Regions from separate parts of the Macaca mulatta genome. Here region 2 is linked to region 1. Evidence: chromatin contacts called from public Hi-C data. All regions are on one chromosome and are shown on one strand. The core of a region is the stretch at or near the end of the contact, and the rest is flanking DNA. Distances in the headings are between cores, read along the strand shown.

Region 1 (3,597 bases), core at 792-3,291:
TTATCCATCATGTAAAAATCTAGAATTCTAAAGATATATATATTTAATATGTTAGATGTCTCTAATCATTTTTTTTCAAATAACCCTATTTTTAATTGTCTCTTTTTCCAAGCACTACATTTCTTCCCACCACCCCAACCTCTCCACTCTTAATTATTTTTGCCAAAATTTTTTTTCAGTGAACCAGGTTTTGGTTTTATTAGGTAAGTTTACTATTTGCATTTTTAAAAACTGTTTATTTTCCATTTTAGTCCTTTCTACTTTTCTTTATATTAATTTTGACATTATACTTTCTTTTTTTCCTTTTGTTTCTTGAATACTTACTTTTATCTTTTGTCTTTTTAATAAATGTATTTAAAGCAATACAATTTTTTTTTTTTGACAGTCTCGCTCTGTTACCCAGGCTGGAGTGGGTGCCACAATCTTGACTCACTGCAACCTCCACCTCCTGGGTTCAAGTGATTCTTCTGCCTCAGCCTCTTGAGTAGCTGGGATTACAGGCATGTGCCACCACATAAAGCAATACAATTTTTGTCAGTATCGGTGTGATTACTTTCCACAGTTCCTAACTTGTAGTCCTCTCACTATTGTCTATGAATAGTTTGCAGTTTAGAATTTGATAAACTACAAAAAAAAAAAAAATACTTTTACAAACAAATGTTAAATACAATGCATAGGATTTATTTTGACTTCATAGTAGTCAGAAAAGAGTGACTGTATAATTATTTCTTTGAGAACTTAATGTAATATTTGTGGCTTAATACAGGGTAAATGTCTGTGACTATTCATCGATGTTTGAAAATAATATGAAATCCCTCTTGGAGGTATGTCTTTATGAGTGCTCAGGCTTCTTAACTGCATGATTCAGTCCACAGTATTCGTGCTTATTTCTCTCTATTTGGTCTAACTTTTGCCAATATAATTTTTAATGTTTCTTACATTGATCACTGTTTTCATATTCTTTTATTTTCAGCAAATTCTATTCCAGATATTTCAAACCTGTAATAAGCATGCACATTCATAACTTTCATGCTTCCTTGTTGGAAGTATATTCTATCAATATGAAATATTTCTCTGAATTATCTTTAAGTCATTTTAATATCAAACTCCGTGTTATTAAAGAATACTGTGGGCCGGGTGCGGTGGCTCACGCCTGTAATCCCAGCACTTTGGGAGGCCAAGGCGGGCGGATCACGAGGTCAGGAGATCGAGACCATCCTGGCTAACATGGTGAAATCCCGTCTCTGCTAAAAATACAAAAATTTAGTAGGGCGTGGTGGTGGGCAGGAGAACGGCGTGAACCTGGGAGGCGGAGGTTGCAGTGAGCCGAGATTGTGCCACTGCACTCCAGCCTGGGCCACAGAGTAGGACTCCATCTCAAAAAAATAAAAATAAATAAAATAAAATAAAAAAATAAAGAATCCTGTGTAATCTGTGATGTCTAATTTGCCAGGGATGATTATTCTTTCTTCTCTCTCTGTTTCTCATGTTTGTTCTTGCTTTTTCACTGTCTTCTTTTTCTTTTTCATAAGAAAACCTTGTGGGGAAAACATCCAATTGTGCTAAATGAAAAATGAAAGAATAAGTTTCCTCTTTTTAGCTATCAAAATGTCTTATACTTTACTTGAAATATTCTTCTAGAAATCTAAATTATGAATCTATATCACAATATTTTTCGTTATGTTAAGCGTTACGATTTTAGAAGAGTTAGAGCTATGATTCAAAGCCTTTTTCTAAAGTAAAGGTCATTTGACAGAAAATTATCTACATTATTCTGTACTTTTTCAGTCTTGATAAAATTTCAAAATTCAAATTTGTCAATTCTCATACCTCTACTCTGTAGAAAACAGGGACATAATTTTTAACATTGCAGATTTGAAAGCAACCACGAATGGCAAGGGAGAAAGTGCATGATTTTAAAAATTTAAACTTTATTTTTAAAAACAAGGAAAGCAGGACAAAATTGTCAGAGAATAACGGAAGTAAGGATAACCCCGTAAACTACCGTCACAAACCACTCACACGTTGGTGCAGGCTTCCTTTTGAGAGGGTTTGCTGCCCCCTCTTGGCCTTTGCAGTGGGATGCAAAAGAAAAACGCAAAAAAAAAAAAACCAGACATCAAAGAGGCTTAACCAAACGGGCTTGAGTCTAAAACCTTTCGAAGAACAATTTATGTGCTGTATGAAACAACTTTTGTGGAGGAGTCTGTGACACTAAAGGCTGCCCCACCCTCCAGTCCCTTAAAAAGAGAAAGCTGACGTTAAGGATCTTCCCGCCTTGTGAATTGTCACGCTCTGTGTAATCGGATCCCACCCAGTGACTGGGCTCCCTGGACTGGGATGACTGGGCCACCATCTACATCCTCTGAACAAACTAGGCTGTATGGCATAAACCCCACACAAAACTGAGCAATAAAAGTGCTTCATGTCGAAAAATGAGTAAATCATTTTGCAGAACACACTAAGAGCAGTATGGGAAATAAGAGAAGCAGCAGGTAAAAATTGGAAGTACACAAAGCCAGAAGCAGAGATTGTTACAGAGAGAGATGAAAACAAGGGATAGAAAACTAAATATATATATAAAAAAATGAGTTTTCTAGAACTCAAACCCCAAAAGCTGAGACTACGTTGCCCTACATTGTTCCACTTTGCAGGTGTGACTACATTCACGATCTTGAGATGGCGAGAGTATCCTGGATTATCTAAGTGGGCTCATTGTAGTCACATGAGTCCTTCTTAGAAAAAGCAGGAAAGTCGGAATCGAAGAATGATACAATGATGGAAGCAGGGTCAGAGAGAAAGAGAAAGAGGGAGAAAAAGAGAGAGAGAAAGAGAGACTGATTTCAAGATAGTACACTCCTGATTTCGAAGATGGAAGAAATGTTGATGAGCCCAGGAATGCTGGTGGCATCTAGAAATCAGAAAGGTAAGCAAACGAATTCTCTCCTAAAGGCTCAAGGAGCATAGCCTTTCTCACCCATTTTGAACTCCTGACCTCTAGAACCATAGTAAATTTTTGTTGTTTTAAACCACTAGTTTTGTATTAATTTGTTACGGCAGCAAGAGGAAACCAATACACGTTTCTGGATATCTCAGAGAAACTTCAAATTTGCTGTTTCCCCTCCTGTTCCATTGACATGCTCCTACATTTTACTTACATTCCCTATTTTCACAGTATTATTCAACAGTCCCTATATTCTTCTGTATTTCCTATATGGTCATTCTTTATAATAGCAGTATCATAATCCATAAACAGTACATCTAAATTTCCAAACCAAAATAGTGTCTTATTCCAAACAAGTCTCAAAGTCACCTTTTTTTCTCTATTTTGACCGGCTTAGTTCTCTTCTGTCTCATCATATATTTGAATTATTATAACAAGAAACTAATGTTTTCTGGTCTTCGAATGCTTCCCAATCAATTCCATACTATGAAATTATATAATAGTCTTTTTTTTTTTTTTTTTTTTTTTTGAGACGGAATCTCGCTCTGTCACCAGGCTGGTGCAGTGGCACCATCTCGGCTCACTGCAACGTCCACCTCCTGGGTTGAAGTGATTCTCCTGCGTCAGCCTCCCGAGTAGCTGGGACTACAGGC
Region 2 (3,597 bases), core at 698-3,197, 1.2 Mb before region 1:
CCAAAAGTAAGTGGTGGAGGAGGTTCTTCTTTGAATACATTTGCAGAGGGCAATATAGCAAGACCTGGGAATTCTGATACAAGGAAGGATTGTCCCATTCTTGTCAGGCATTTATTAGTTATGTTTACACCTAAACATACATATTCTTGCATCATCTCTTTGTTAAAATTTAAATTTTAAATTAAATTCTACAAATTAAATTTATGCAGATTTAGCTGCTTTCTCCTGAGCAGATTTTCCTATTTCCTATTCCCTCTGAATTTTCATTAGAGTAAATTAAACTCTGAATATGGCCTTTTCATTTCATCCTGAGTAAATCTATGTTGTCTGAAAATTTAAAAAGCCAATTACCATTATATTTGTTATTATTGTCAGCAAAATTATTAAGTCCTTTCAAAATTTTAAAATGTCAATCCTATTATTTTAATAAAAGCATTTATCCCAATTAGGCCTATGTATGGGGAAGTTAATGTAGAAAAAGATGGATTTTACAGATGAGAAATTTTATAATTATTTCTTTCAGAAGTGTCAGATAGTGATAATCCCTCTTTTAATTACTTTAAAGATAAGAACAAAAATAAGAGTAGAAGCTACTTAAAATTTTCCTAGATCACCCTAAGAGTGCAGGACCTGGGAATGTGCTGGGAGAGTCAATCCCCTGGGGAATTCAGTTTCTAAGGCAGGGATCTCAGGCACCATCACATGCATACATATCCAATGGATGTGTCACCCGCTCACCCATACATAACATTCCTTACAGGACAATCTGTGAGTAGACGCTTTCTCCAGCAAACTTTCTATTTTAGAATTAACTAAATAGTAGGGTTCATGTCTAAAATTTTCCCTTGGGGTGGGAGTAGGTGAATACAGAAACAGGCAAATACAACTGCATTGCCACGTGGGAGTGAAAGCTAGGATACATTGTAAAGATCGTTTTGGTAAGCCTGTACCTTTATTTTGCTCTCAATGGCATGTTCCCATATTCATTCTCAATGTAACTCATTTTTTTTCATTTTTTGTTACTCTTCTTCCCCTATTACTCTACATACTCCATTTGGCCTTCTCCTGCCTACAGGTACACTTTTGTATTGTCTGTACAATGTTAAAATAAAGGAAGCAGTAGTTTCTGCTTTCTTGTTTGCTACCTGCACACAATTGTAATTCCTACCTTGATCAGATCTAATACTGCTAACAATCCAGACTTTTTATATGTGATCTGATTCAAGATCACATATCCTAGGAATTGAATGTAAACACTGAGACTCTGACCAATAATGAAAATAGTGTTATCACCCATGTAGCATGCAATATTCATGTAGATATCATCCAAGTAGCATTTTATATGCTTGCTGGTAACTCTCAGATAGAAAGAACAATCTTTCTTGAGAATAATAGTGTAGATTCAGGTCTTCGGTGCCCTCTCAACCTACATTCACATGAATTTCACTCATTTTGACATTACAGAGGGACGATCATGAGAGATATGGGAAGGAAGATGTGGGGGAGGGGGGGCAGCCTCCATTCACACTATAATGGAAGAAAAATGACAGCCCAGTTAGGTTTAGCTGGAATGTAACATATCCACAGCTTTATCACTCTGGAGGCACATTTTGCCATAATAACAAACTACTGAGGAAGAACCACTTTTATCTAGGTCAGAATGACACACTCCCAAGTGTTAGAGAGCTTGAGGGAACTACGGTTTGAAACATCAGGAAGAAGACTGCAATCTGTACAGAGATTTTCATCAAGTCTTGACACTGCCTTACGTTTTCATCCAATACATTGTAATTACTCCACTGGCTTATAATGGCAAAGCATTTTGATTTCAGATCCTACCAAAATAAAATAAACCACACTTTATGACGACTACATTTATAATAAGATGCAGATGGTAAAGGAAACAGATGCCTCTGACATCATCTCCCATTTGCTTTCAACTTTTGCAGACACTGGCAGTCTGTAAACTCATTCAAAGGGATGCAAGATAAGTCAGGCAGTTTTCCAATTCTGTTTCCAGTTTAAAAAGACACTGCGGTGGCAACACTTTGAGTCACAGAGTGTTAATTCCAGAAAAATAAATTTGATTCTAAGTCTGTGTCAGTCTTTACTGCAAAATTAATCATCTGGGAGGAAAATGCCCCACAATATTGGGAGTTTAGCAATTAGTAATTACTGATTGTTTTGCTTGACAGTGACAGAAAGGATAGGGTAGGAGAGATGTGATGGTGAACAGCTGTAGCTTCAGGGAGGACAAAAAGTGAAAGAAGAGTTTTAAACATACAACCATGTCTAAAATGATCTACCAGCCCTTGGCACCCAGATTTTTCCTTATTATTTCTAAGTAAAAAACTTTAAGGAGGCTTTTAAAGTCAGTTTCTGACCTCAGAAAAACATATTCATTCTGTATTTCCATCTGTATTTCCCAGAAGAAATCCTACAGTTCTGATAGGAGCTTTCACCATTTCCTCAGTGATATCACTGCACATTATACACAGTAAAAGAAATTCTTTTCTTTTTGTGCAAGGTAAGTGTGTCAGAAGACCTTTTCAAAAGGATAAGGAACTTTTGTAGTCCATCTTGAAAGCAAGAGATGCGTGGTAAAGCAGCAATTGCAAGGCCTTTAGCAGTGTTGAGGTCTCTAGATATATTAGCACAGTTACAGATGAAGGAGAGTTAGACAAAAACCTTTAAAATGTTCCCCATCTCCCCTGATCCCCATGATATAACTTCATCTACCACTCTGTAGCAGAAACTTTTTAGCAGACAAAATTTTCAGAAACAAAGGCAAGGGAGGTGATGGCATAAAAATAAATCCTGCTAGGCCAAATATGGTGCCATTTTTTAAAACAATCTCTCTGTGCAAATAACACTGAACACACACACACGCATACACACACAAGAATAAACAAACTCTTCTGATTCATATCCACAAAGTGGGTTGGGAAGTATTATTAGTGCAAATTTCTGCTGACCTGCAGCATTTAGTCCATAAACTTTGGATATCCTAGGCGATCCATTAGTGTCCAGCAGATGTTTTCAATTAGTTTAATTTCATCTCTAGGCAAGTTCTGTTTCCAAACATTAGTATTAGTTGGTGATATTTCCCCTTCATAGGGAAGGTAAAAAAGGTTTGTAGAGGTGGCAAACAATATTTGGTTTAAACTAGCAGGAGACAAAGGAATTCCAAGAAAGGCAAAAATCCTTTCAGTAGTTTTCTGAGGAAAATGCACAATATCTTCAAACTTGACCAGCTGGTAGCTAGTAGGCAGCAAATCTGTATTTATTCTCAAGGCTGCTGCTGTATTTGCCAGCCACAAGTGAGACAACAGGGACACTGCATTTGATTTGGATTTTGATAATTCTTTCCTCAATGGTTCATACTCGAAAGCATAACCCGAATTTAAGTTACATTTGCCTTTACCTCCCTCTATTTTAAACAATTTTGCTAAATGCTCTGGTACATTCTTCAAAGAATAAAGACTTGGTTTACTATTGTATAACATTGAATAAATCCATGCCCGAGGGTCTCTTACTATGTACAATGCCCTCATCGAAGCTCCTAAAACTTCTTGAAAAAAATGAAGCTTTAACGTC

The links. Hi-C and Micro-C count contacts between places; a contact is called where the count stands out from the background.
Region 2: a contact with region 1 is called in a Hi-C map of fetal cortex germinal zone, with 4 times the contacts expected there. The contact joins two enhancer-like sites. A contact is called at or near these places in 2 of 14 Hi-C or Micro-C datasets (fetal cortex germinal zone and fetal cortical plate).

What each region holds. Positions count from the first base shown.
Region 1 is chr18:12,039,360-12,042,956 of T2T-MMU8v2.0, reverse strand. No RefSeq gene overlaps it. Among named protein-coding and RNA genes, the nearest start is that of TMX3, 89 kb to the right of the region's middle. Within about 2 kb of position 2,041, at least 5 of the 40 cell types and tissues checked have an H3K27ac peak or open chromatin away from gene starts, as enhancers often do. A contact at or near this core is called in fetal cortex germinal zone, where this site is marked.
Region 2 is chr18:13,232,336-13,235,932 of T2T-MMU8v2.0, reverse strand. It overlaps DSEL (dermatan sulfate epimerase like), which reads right to left. Exons shown (of 3, transcript XM_015122185.3): 2 at 2,976-3,597. The coding sequence ends at 2,985. Among named protein-coding and RNA genes, the nearest start is that of DSEL, 6.9 kb to the right of the region's middle. Within about 2 kb of position 1,947, at least 11 of the 40 cell types and tissues checked have an H3K27ac peak or open chromatin away from gene starts, as enhancers often do. A contact at or near this core is called in fetal cortex germinal zone, where this site is marked.